3 separate regions of the Mus musculus genome follow, and all the other regions are linked to region 2. The links are chromatin contacts, called in public Hi-C maps. All regions are on one chromosome and are shown on one strand. The core of a region is the stretch at or near the end of the contact, and the rest is flanking DNA. Distances in the headings are between cores, read along the strand shown. Region 1 overlaps Cyyr1 (cysteine and tyrosine-rich protein 1). Region 2 has its middle 120 kb from the start of Gm52244. Region 3 has its middle 100 kb from the start of Cyyr1.

The links. A called contact is a pair of places that touch in the nucleus more often than the background predicts.
Region 1: a contact with region 2 is called in a Hi-C map of the N1E-115 cell line, with 5 times the contacts expected there. The contact joins two enhancer-like sites. A contact is called at or near these places in 10 of 484 Hi-C or Micro-C datasets (LSK cells, the N1E-115 cell line, cerebral cortex and 4 more).
Region 3: a contact with region 2 is called in a Hi-C map of the N1E-115 cell line, with 7 times the contacts expected there. The contact joins two enhancer-like sites. A contact is called at or near these places in 4 of 484 Hi-C or Micro-C datasets (the HL-1 cell line, the N1E-115 cell line, cerebral cortex and 1 more) and 1 of 115 datasets of contacts at active chromatin or transcription factors (cardiomyocytes).

The regions. Positions count from the first base shown.
Region 1 is chr16:85,490,232-85,493,658 of GRCm38.p6, forward strand. The region is part of intron 2 of Cyyr1 (cysteine and tyrosine-rich protein 1); the gene reads right to left. Among named protein-coding and RNA genes, the nearest start is that of Cyyr1, 58 kb to the right of the region's middle. Within about 2 kb of position 1,605, at least 1 of the 459 cell types and tissues checked has an H3K27ac peak or open chromatin away from gene starts, as enhancers often do. A contact at or near this core is called in the N1E-115 cell line, where this site is marked.
Region 2 is chr16:85,675,811-85,679,359 of GRCm38.p6, forward strand. No RefSeq gene overlaps it. Among named protein-coding and RNA genes, the nearest start is that of Gm52244, 120 kb to the left of the region's middle. Within about 2 kb of position 1,916, at least 8 of the 459 cell types and tissues checked have an H3K27ac peak or open chromatin away from gene starts, as enhancers often do. A contact at or near this core is called in the N1E-115 cell line, where this site is marked.
Region 3 is chr16:85,444,337-85,447,966 of GRCm38.p6, forward strand. No RefSeq gene overlaps it. Among named protein-coding and RNA genes, the nearest start is that of Cyyr1, 100 kb to the right of the region's middle. Within about 2 kb of position 1,770, at least 13 of the 459 cell types and tissues checked have an H3K27ac peak or open chromatin away from gene starts, as enhancers often do. A contact at or near this core is called in the N1E-115 cell line, where this site is marked.

The DNA.
Region 1 (3,427 bases), core at 355-2,854, 190 kb before region 2:
ACATACACCATAGCTTAGATCCCAATTGGGCTGGTGGTGTTCTTAAGGTGCAGTGTGGCACCATGATGGCAGCTGAGGAGGAGGATGCCCTAGGGATGGACATAAGACCTGGCCAAGCCAACCACTACTCACTCATATGGGAAAACAAACAAACAAACAAACAACAACAAAAACAAGAGAAATAACATATGCCCTATTTCCACCTAGGGGACGGCAAAGGGCAAATACTGACGTTTGTAAGCAAAGGGGTGGGAGAGGGCTGCTACTAACATGTTTGCTGTCCAAGCACAAGGAACTGTATCCTGATCCCTAGAATCAGTGTAAATAAAGCTGTGCATGGCAACATGAGCCTGTAACCCCAGCTGTAGGGAAAGCAGAAATATTCCTGAAGCTCCTTGGCCATCCAGAGAAGCCCAGTGTATGAACCTTAGGCTTAATGAGGGGCTTTGCCTCAAACACTAAAGGTACAGAGTGATAGAGAAAGAATATTCATCGTAGACATTGGACCTCCAAACGCAAGTATACATCTACACAAGCATGTACAAGTGGATCCTATGTGCATGCTTGTAAACAGTTTCCAAATGTAGGCTGACACTCAAATGGTAGTACATGGACAATGGCGCTTAATACACAGGAGAAATCTGTTCCGATAACGTAAAACAAATTGGATTTACACTAGGACCCTAGGGAATGTTACCATGTCCAGGTCTGACAATTCCTTCAGCACTGACATAAATACCTACTTATGAATTGATGTTAGATTATTTTATATTTATGGATATATTATTTGTATCCATATTATATATAATATTTATATTTATAATTATTTTATATTTATATGAAGAAGATTAACTAAATAATGTAAAGGCCCAAGTTTATAGACTACCAGAGGATGCCTCTGTGCATTGCTTCTGACCCTCGGTGCACTCAATACTGGAAGTCTGTGTGGGAGATCTGCAGAGGGGATTCCCGTCCTGGACAGGCTGGCACATCATAGAATCAATGGCTCATAATTCATGTCTGTGTAGCGCAAGGTATAATGATGCACAAATACTAGTTATTTGAAAAGTCTTACTAGGTTATATTGAAAAATATATAAAAATCTTCTTAATGATGTTACTTTTTATAGATTTGGATGATTAATGAGTACCTTTCTTGTGCAATTTCAAAGTAAATGAATTTAAGCCTTTTGTCAGTTTCCTCAAGGTGGTTGACGATGATAAAAGGTTAATATTAATAACAGCAGTAACTACATCCAATCTTCCAGGTTTCTATATTTGGAAAGGTATTATAAAGTGCACAAAAGGAGTCTCTTGGGTATATTCAATTAAAGATACAGAAATATACGTAGAGATGTGATCTGTTCCAATCACTTACAAAGTGACCAAGGAGGCCGGGCAGTGGTGGCACACGCCTTTAATCCCAGCACTTGGGAAGCAGAGGCAGGCAGATTTCTGAGTTAGAGGCCAGCCTGGTCTACAGAGTGAGTTCCAGGACAGCCAGGGCTACACAGAGAAACCCTGTCTCAAAAAACCAAAAAACCAAAAACCAAAACCAAAAAAGAAAAATACCAAAGAGGACTCTATGAGCACTTCATCTGTTCACTGTGGTTGCCCATTTCTTATGAAGAAGACAGTGCATTTGGTCTGTGTGCATCTGCATTCAGCAGCAAGGTTTTCATTTAGTGAGCTGATAGTTTGTTTGCTCTGTAAAAACTCCCCCTGCCACTGGACTAAAAGATGTTCCTTGCAAGTGGCTGTATTGTATACACTAGCCAGTAGGGATATCTTCAAAGTCACTCAAAGGCCACAGGCAGGGAGTGTAAACTATTCTGGATCATAAACTAGCAGTGTTAGGCTAATCAACACACAGAATACAGATGAGAATCTTCTAATTAAATCTTGTCATGAAATTTCCTATTGTCTTGTTGGTCCCTGTAGCTTGGCTGTGTTGCTCAAAGAGGATGAACTCAGCCAGGACAGACATCAATAGACACAGTCAGACAGGCTCTGAAAGTCAGATGGCACATATTAAAGAGATAAAGCCTTTTACAGGTTCACTGCACCAGCGTTTTGAAACATGCCAAGGGCTGGCCTTCCAAGCTAAGGGGCAGAGCCCAGTGCAGTGTGTTTTGCAGCTGTATATAGCACTGTGATATGATGGGTTGTTTTGCTATGTGGCTGCCTCTTTGTTTTAACTTACGGAAACCATACACTACTGTCTTCACTCAAGGATATGAGCTACTATTCCTTTTACCCCCTCCCGTGCAAAGGATTATAACCTTGAGAAAAAAGTTGCTTTTCTTCTTTTATTCTCTTTAGAATGTTTCTGCCATCTTCTACAATTAAAAACAAAATAAAACAAACAAGCAAACAAACAAACAAACAAAAACAATACTCAGCCAGATGGCTACAGTGCCAAGTTGAGGGCACATTGGAAAGAGTGTTTGGAATAAAAAGATTAGTAGCTATGTAAAAATAGGAAGCCCAGACCTCCTCCTTATCCCAGCATACCACATCTCACACCGTATATACCACACACACACACATGCACACACACACACACACACACACACACACACACACACACACACACACACACACTATACCTCACACACATTCTTCTTGACTAATGAGGGCAGCTGAATTTGTTTCCTTTCTTATTTCTCACTTTTTCTGCTCCTTTTCCAATTCCAGTTGTACCATTTACATTGAGCCTGTATCAGAATTCACCAAACTACAGCCTAAGGGCCAGAAATTTTACCAGCTGCCTACTTTTGAATGTCCGGCTAGCTATCAAGATACTTCACATTGTTAAGTAGTCATGGTAATACAATTCACAATAATATTTTGTCAAATTAAATTTTGGTGTCCCTAAATAAATTTTGGGGATGAATTTTATCCTTTACTCGTGCATTGATTATGACATCTTTGGAGCGAGAAGGGCAGGGCTGAATAATTGCACCCTAGAGTACACAAACTCTACAGCATAAATGGTCTGCTATTTGGCCACATAACATACAGAGTTGTCAAGCTCCAGTGTGTATAATTAACACCCTTGAAGTTGGCAGTATGTGGCTATGTACCACAGTTCTCCCATCAAACATCTGTTATCCTAAGTGATGTTTTTGTCACTTGAGCATTCTTGTTTTTCTGGAATCTGGACTAGTTGAGAATCTCTTTATAAACATCTCCAGTCACTACTTATTCTTCCCTTCGTACCACTTTATCAGCCCTGTCTGTATTCATATTACTCTGGTCTTTACCTACTGATATTTAATACTGACAAACAGGCTCAAATAATACTTTTATTGTGGCAGTTCAGAAATGTGTTAAGATAATGTGAGTTTCTGCTTCAAGAAATTTGCATGCTACTTTGAACTCTTCTGACACTCTCTCTATATCCTGACTTGCATGGCCTTTAGGTA
Region 2 (3,549 bases), core at 666-3,165:
CAAGGAAGGAAAAAGCAGTAAGCAGTAACTGAGGTGAAATGATATGGAAAAATCAAGTGGGCTTCATTTATGTCTGTTATTTGATTTGTATTTGTAGAATTACTCTGATATTTAGTGTGTATGTGCATATATTCTCTCTCTCTCTCTCTCTCTCTCTCTCTCTCTCTCTCTCTCTCTCTCTCGTGTGTGTGTGTGTGTGTGTGTGTGTGTGTGTGTGTTTGGGGAAACTGTGGAGAAGACAGATTTATTCCTTACTTTGTGAGGAATTCTTGGCTAGATTATGTCTTATAGGCTTCTTGGCTGGCAAGCGTGGGGTACCTATGTGGATAACCGTATGGGTCTGTGTGTCTCAGAGACATCTTTAGAGAAGGAAGTCAGTAAAGTGGTGCTAAATCGCTTTGAGAATTGATATAATGCATTGTTATGAAACTCTGATTTTGTCAGATTTTTCCTTTTGTCTTAGATTCTTCTTAGCCAAACACCTAGGATGATGGAAGGGTGGTGAACTGTGGTCTCTATGGAGATATGTTGATATCTGTCTCTTTGTCCCTGAGACAGTAACCTTTGGGAATAGGGTATTCACATATACAATCACGCGAGAACAAGAACACTATATATACTTAATTTTGGTGATCCTTATAAGAGGGAAAACCATGTGAAAACAGAAATGTAGATAGAGTGGCATCGTGCACACAGGCATGACAGGAATGATGTAGCTGCATGCCAGAGGACAGAGGAGTGACAGTCCCCCAGAGCTGGCAGAGGCCAGGCACCAAGGGATTGGGATTATGTAGACATTTTGATTCTTCACTGTGTCTTTGGGCTCCATCTGGAGCTTTAAGCCACCATGTTCATGGTGCTTCTTCCCTGCAACCCGAAAAACTAATTCAGAGAGCTGAAGTCAAACATGAGAAGGGAAAAGACTTGTTTGTGTGCTCTTGTTTTCCACTGTTCTCCTGGGGTTGAGAAGGGCATTTCTCCCATGGTGCCAACAACCTGGAGACTGACTTTGCAAAGCTTTTTAGGACCTGCCAGGGCTCCATCAGGGAGCTCCGAGAAAATGACACCACCATTATATGATTTTAAAGCTATAAAAGATGAGCGTATTAAAGACCCAAGTCTTCGAAATGTTCCTTTCCGTGCGATTATGATACAGCAAGGAAGGCGGTGCTGGTGATAAAGTGGGCTGTTTGTTCTACAAAGGCCTTGTGGAAAACACATGTAAACTCAAGCGCTGTCGGCACATTCTTCTCCCACAAACTGTCTTTTCTGTTAGATGCCTATGGTTCCATCTGTCACACAGGAAATGGCTATCTGTTTTACCGGACCCATTGGATGAGATCGAGGCTAGCGTTCCTGGGGGTTACTTGGGAACCAGTGCTACAACGATCTGATATAGCTTTGAGCACTAGGTGGCATCAGAGAACCTGCACGTGCCCTGGTCTTCAGAGCTTGGAAAGTCCTGGCTGGTTTCATGAGCTCTTCTTCCTTTGCTTTCCTTTTGCCTCCACCTCATTGCGAAGCAGACACTTTGTGGTCTGATGCTCTACGTAGCTGTAGCTAAGGCTGCCAATTCCCAGAGAATCCCAGTTCTCCTGAAGGGCAAGATGAAAGCAGAGATATGTAAGTGCTATGTTTGGGAGATGGGAAGATGTCTCATCTTCAACAGGCTTTTTGAGAAGGGTTACTCCTCGCTTTCCCTGACCCTTCTTGCAAAGCCTGTTGAAGATGAAATGCGCTCTTCCTGGGACATTCTTGATAGTAATAGTGATTAGATTTCGTCAGGAGATAGCCAATATGATTGGCTGCATCTTGCAAATTGTGGTCCCCGGAGCCAGTGTTCTGTGTTCCCGGGACTGGGAACTACATTTGAGGTTATTACGATCTTCCTGTAACTGAGCGCTGACCCACATTGTCAGCGCTGCCGTTACTTTTTGTGGAAACACACACTTCTTCCTAATCATCTCTCCTCATGTGTGGGAGACTAGTCAGCCGGTGCTCATCGCATTGAGATTGCTCAGCGTACATTATCATTTGTTTTCAAGTCATCAGCATCAGCACGGGTCCAACATAGACCTTTTTTTATAAACCTTTGGTTGGGAAGTTGTTTTCTGCTTTGTGTAAACTACAATTTAAAAACATTATTTAAGCGAATGAAGTCATCACGAGACTGAGTTTGAGTTTCCAAAAAATTGTGAAAACATAGGCCCAAGGAGACATATGAATTCTGCTTTTTAGCAGTCAAGTGGAGTACAATAGGAAAAATCTAGACTTCCTGCTTCATTTGCAGCTGCCGCATTTCACATGTTGGTGTATTTCAAAATGTAGGCTTACATAAATCTTTTGTTTGGTGCATTAAATAGTCTAGGATCACAGTTTGGCCATTAAGTTGTTTTTTAAAATGAAGCTCATGTTTTAAAAAGTCACACTCAACTATACTTTGGTAGATTTTACTTACAATTAATATTTTTTAAAGAAACATAATATTCTCTTATATTCCATCCTTTCTCAAATAGTAAGAATGTTTGAATAAAAATAAAGTATCAGTTTTAGTGGTAGCTGATTGTGGGTTAAAAGTGCCATCTAGTGGTTACACAAGGAAGTTCATTTAACTTATAAATGATAGTGTAAATTTCTCCTTTTCACTTCCATACCAGAAAGCAGTACAGTTGTCAGTTGGTGAAATTATCCATCATCTGGATATGGATCCACCAAGACAGCATGCTACAGGGTTTGATGAAGCTATACTTTGTACTATGCTGGACTCAGCAAATGTCATGAAACCATCTGGTTAAATACAATGTAGATGTACAAGACAGGAGGCCAACGGATTTCCCTCTTGCTCATAAACTTTTCCTGAGGGTTTTTTTTTCATGATTGATTAATATATTAAAACCAAACTCCTGTGCAAATAGTAAACAAAAACAGATCTCTCTGTCTCTGTGTCTATCTCTCTATCTCCCTGTCTCTGTCTCTCTGTCTCTGTGTGTGTGTGTGTGTGTGTGTGTGTGTGTGTGTATGTGTGTGTGTGTAGAGATGTGCTTGAATACAGGAAAACAACTCATTTAACTGTTCCTTCAGAGGCTCCTTCCTCATGATCACTTGTCATGATAAATGCAGAAAGGAGGCTCCATCAACCCCTCGGGAGAGATCTTCAGCCTCTGGCTAAGAGCCATGAATGAACCAATGGCAGAATTCCAATCTCACTCAATTTCTCTTGAGCCAGTCATTGGGATGTGTCAAGGTTTCTTCCAGCAGGTTCCCCCTTGCCTTCTTCCCTTCTCTCTCTCTCTCTCTCTCTCTCTCTCTCTCTCTAAGGACAGGCCATCTCTGTATCCTTCTCTCTCTCTCTCTCCCTAAGGACAGGCCATCTCTGTATCCTTCTCTCTCTCTGAGAACAGCCCACCTTGCTGTATAAAACCTGCAGACATAAAACCCAGAATAACATTCAGTCCTAGGGAATGCTTGTGTCAAAGTGATTCCTGTTTCCATTTCTCACTTTATTGTTTTCTGACAACAACTCAAGGTTGAGGTGCCTGGTTCCTTAGC
Region 3 (3,630 bases), core at 520-3,019, 230 kb before region 2:
TCAGGGTAAAGAACTAGAAAGTGATTTTGCCACATCGTTTTATTCTTTCTAAAGCAGTCAGTCAAGATGAATACTTTCATTTACATGGCAGGCATGTACATTGTATGGAACACCATGATTCACTTGTGTCTGGTTATGTGTTATCAGTTAAACCCACTAACCCGCAGCCTTGGCTCATTTCTTTGATCCACACCTCATATTCTGGACACCATGTAGAATATTCTATTCCTTGTTAGTTCACTCCACCTAAACCTCAATGTTTGCATGTTTGTGTATGTGTGCTCATATGTGTGAGTGCCTGGCTGCGTATAAGTTGTGAATGCACATGAATTTGCATGTATCGGAAGGCCAGAGGTCAATCTCAAATATCATTTCTCATGCACTATCCACATTGTTTTTGGAGATAGGGTCTCTTCCCTTTTATCTGGAATTCAGTTGATGCCAGCTGGACAGTGAACTCCAGAGATCTGCCTGCCTCTGCCATCCAGAACTGGCATCACATGCCTGTGCCACCATTTCTAGTTTTTATGTATGTATGTATGTATGTATGTATGTATGTATGTATGTATGCATGTATGTATGTATGTATTTATATGTCTGTTCTGGAAGTTGAACTCGGGTCCACATGCTTGTATAGAACATGGTTTACTAACTGATCTGTCACCCAACTCTATCTTAATATTTTTAATTGTCCAATATCTTTTTCTGTCTGAATATTATTGCCTAGCTAGTTCATGATCTAAAAGTTTCATAGACCCAGGAGACAATGTCCAAGTTCCTGCTTCCAAAGAGTTTATAGGGTGGAAAAGAGACAGACAGATAATCCTGGTTATGAAGAAAATGTAACAGCTACAAAGAGGTGCAGGGACCTCCGACTGAGAAAAACTACAGTCTTCTCCTCAGTTTGGATTCTCTGGTGCTGTCTGGAGGAATGAGCACATTTCCACAGAATAAGCAAGAGAGTGATCTATCCCCAAGACCCTTAGGAAAGCACGCTATTGTCTGTCCTATGTTCACACCGTGGTGAGGGGCTCAGGAGGGGTTCTTTGAGGGATGCTCACAGGAGGTGAGCTGGGGACAGTTGCTCTGTCTGATTTGCATCCAATGAGATCATCAGAAAGGGGGCGTGGTAAGGAGATTCAGGAAGGGTTGATCGCGTCTCATCTTGTTTTATGTCTGTGGATTTTAGTCAGAGAATATTAAAAACTTCCATGTTTCCAGCCACGGAGACAAGTACAGATCTCTCATTCGGCTTATCGCAGACAGCCAAGTGGATGTGAGAAAATGATGTCTGTCTACACTCAAAAGTTACTCACGATGGCTCAGGAGAGGAGAAGCCAAGCTGAGCTGTGAGGTACTTGATGGTTGTCCCTGTTCCAGAGAAGGCAGAGATTCTGAGCACATTTGTGCAGTCTCCAGCCTTTCCTTGGACTTATTGTTTCTGTTGTATTGAATGTATTCAGGATTAGGCTGAAGAGCAACTCGATCCATGAACATTCATTTGGAAACTTGTCTTGGAATTGTCCTGGTAGAAATTACATAAGCTTCTTGGAACAGACTGAAAACCAATGGCTAGAATTTGGGACCCTGCTGAGATTGGTCTGGAGACATCAGTGGTTCTGTGGCAGACTCCTTTCTCTGCCAATCACCATGTGCACAGCCTAGATGATATTTATGAGAAAAACAAGCTGAACGTGTCTCCTTCAATATTGCTCAGGAATGTGGCGTTTGGCTAGCATGGTCTCTGCATGTTGCCAGGCCCTCTCCACTACTGTCACTTCAAGAGAAGCAAGTTGATTCTAGCCAGACATAGTTCTCAGATTCCTTTGGCTACTGAGTCACTGTGTTCTTGTTAAAAGGAAATATTTCTTTTTCTACATCGCCTAATGTCCAAATCATCATAGGAGAATGTGATAAAATACTCTGGCTGTGGCAAAGAGTACCAAGATGGCCCCTGACCCTCTCCACCTATTTCTTTCTGTTTCCTGGTGTGATTCCTCTTGTTTTATGTATACTGAACCCAGCCCTCTGATTCTCAGCAAGAACTAGGGTAGAAATAGTGGGCTTTCAACTCAGAGAGATGAAGTTTCAAAACCCTCTGCTCCCTGCTGCTACTCTGTACTTTATGAGCATGCTCACTGACCCCATGAATCTTCTCATGTTCTTGCTCCATGGAGAGGCCCACATGGTAAGGAAGTGAAGGCAGCCCCTGGCCAATATGCACAGGATGTTCATAATCCAAATGTCTTCGAGGAACTGATTTATGTCAACAACTATGTTTGGGAGAGAGCTTGAGGCAGACTTCTTTATTTGTGCATTGACAGAACTGCAGCTTGGGAGAGCTCTTGTGCTCACTAGAAAATCCAGCTGAGCCAGACCTGGAGTCCTGTTCTGTAGAAATGGGATATAAATCTTATTTCATGCCACTCAATTCTATGGTATTTTGTTGCCCAGCCTTGGCTAATTAGATCTTTGATTATAGAAATAGCACGGCTTTGGATGGGGCACAACGTTGGAAAGTGAATCCATACATGCGTTAAGGTCTATCTGAGTCACCAATCTGGATAATGTCTGTTTGACAGTTGTCCTTCATGCATTGCTTGTAATAATTACAACAACCCAACACAGGTTAGGCTGATCATATTTTGAAAGACAATGATGATCTATGTGTTTTATACACACACACACACACACACACACACACACACACACACACCTTACAACATATAGTTAGAACCTGGGTGAGGCTGAAACAAAAATCAAAGTGTTTTCACTCTAAAGCTGGGCTCATTTCTCAATATGAGGCAGAGTCAGAAGGGGTGGGGGCAGGCCTGCAGAGGATGAAAAGCAGGCTCTCTGAGGGCTCTCCTTTTTCGAGAATCTTGACAACTTGAAACCTAACACATCCTTCTTCTCCCTTGCAGTACTGGGTCTCTAATCAGTTAATAAGTGTTTCATTTTCTAAGCAAGCTCTGACTGAGGATCTGTTAGCCTTGAGACACTTCTGTGGTGATTAGCAAGGGATCCTGTGACGCTAGAATCTAGTGTTGGGCTGTTTTAATGAAGCTAACATGTGAAACAACAAAATGTCACGAACAATGAATATATCCAATAAAAAATTCAAGAGACATAGAGGGCATCACTGCTCATGGGGCCCCTCCAAAATATGGACTCTTAGTATTGCAATACTTTCTTCCCAGGTAATTGAAGGATATTACAATTAACTGACAAAGTTACCATTTCTCATTGGAGGTGATTAAATTCCTTAGAGTCTCCCTGTTTGCTCACCGTTTTCACAAACTTCTTTCTCTCTCTCTCTCTCTCTCTCTTTCTCTCTCTCTCTCTCTCTCTCTCTCTCCCTCCCTCCCTCCCTCCCTCCCTCCCTCCCTCTTTCTTTTCTTTTCTTTTCTTTTCTTTTCTTTTCTTTCTTTCTTTCTTTCTTTCTCTTCTTTCATTAGATATTTTCTTTATTTACATTTCAAATGTTATTCCTTTTCCTGGTTTCCCCTCCAAAAACCCCCTATCCCCTACCCACTCCCCCACTTCTCAACCCACCCATTCCCTGCTTCCTGGCCCTGTCATTTCCCTATACTGGGGTATAGAACCTTCACAGGACCAAGGGCCTTTCCT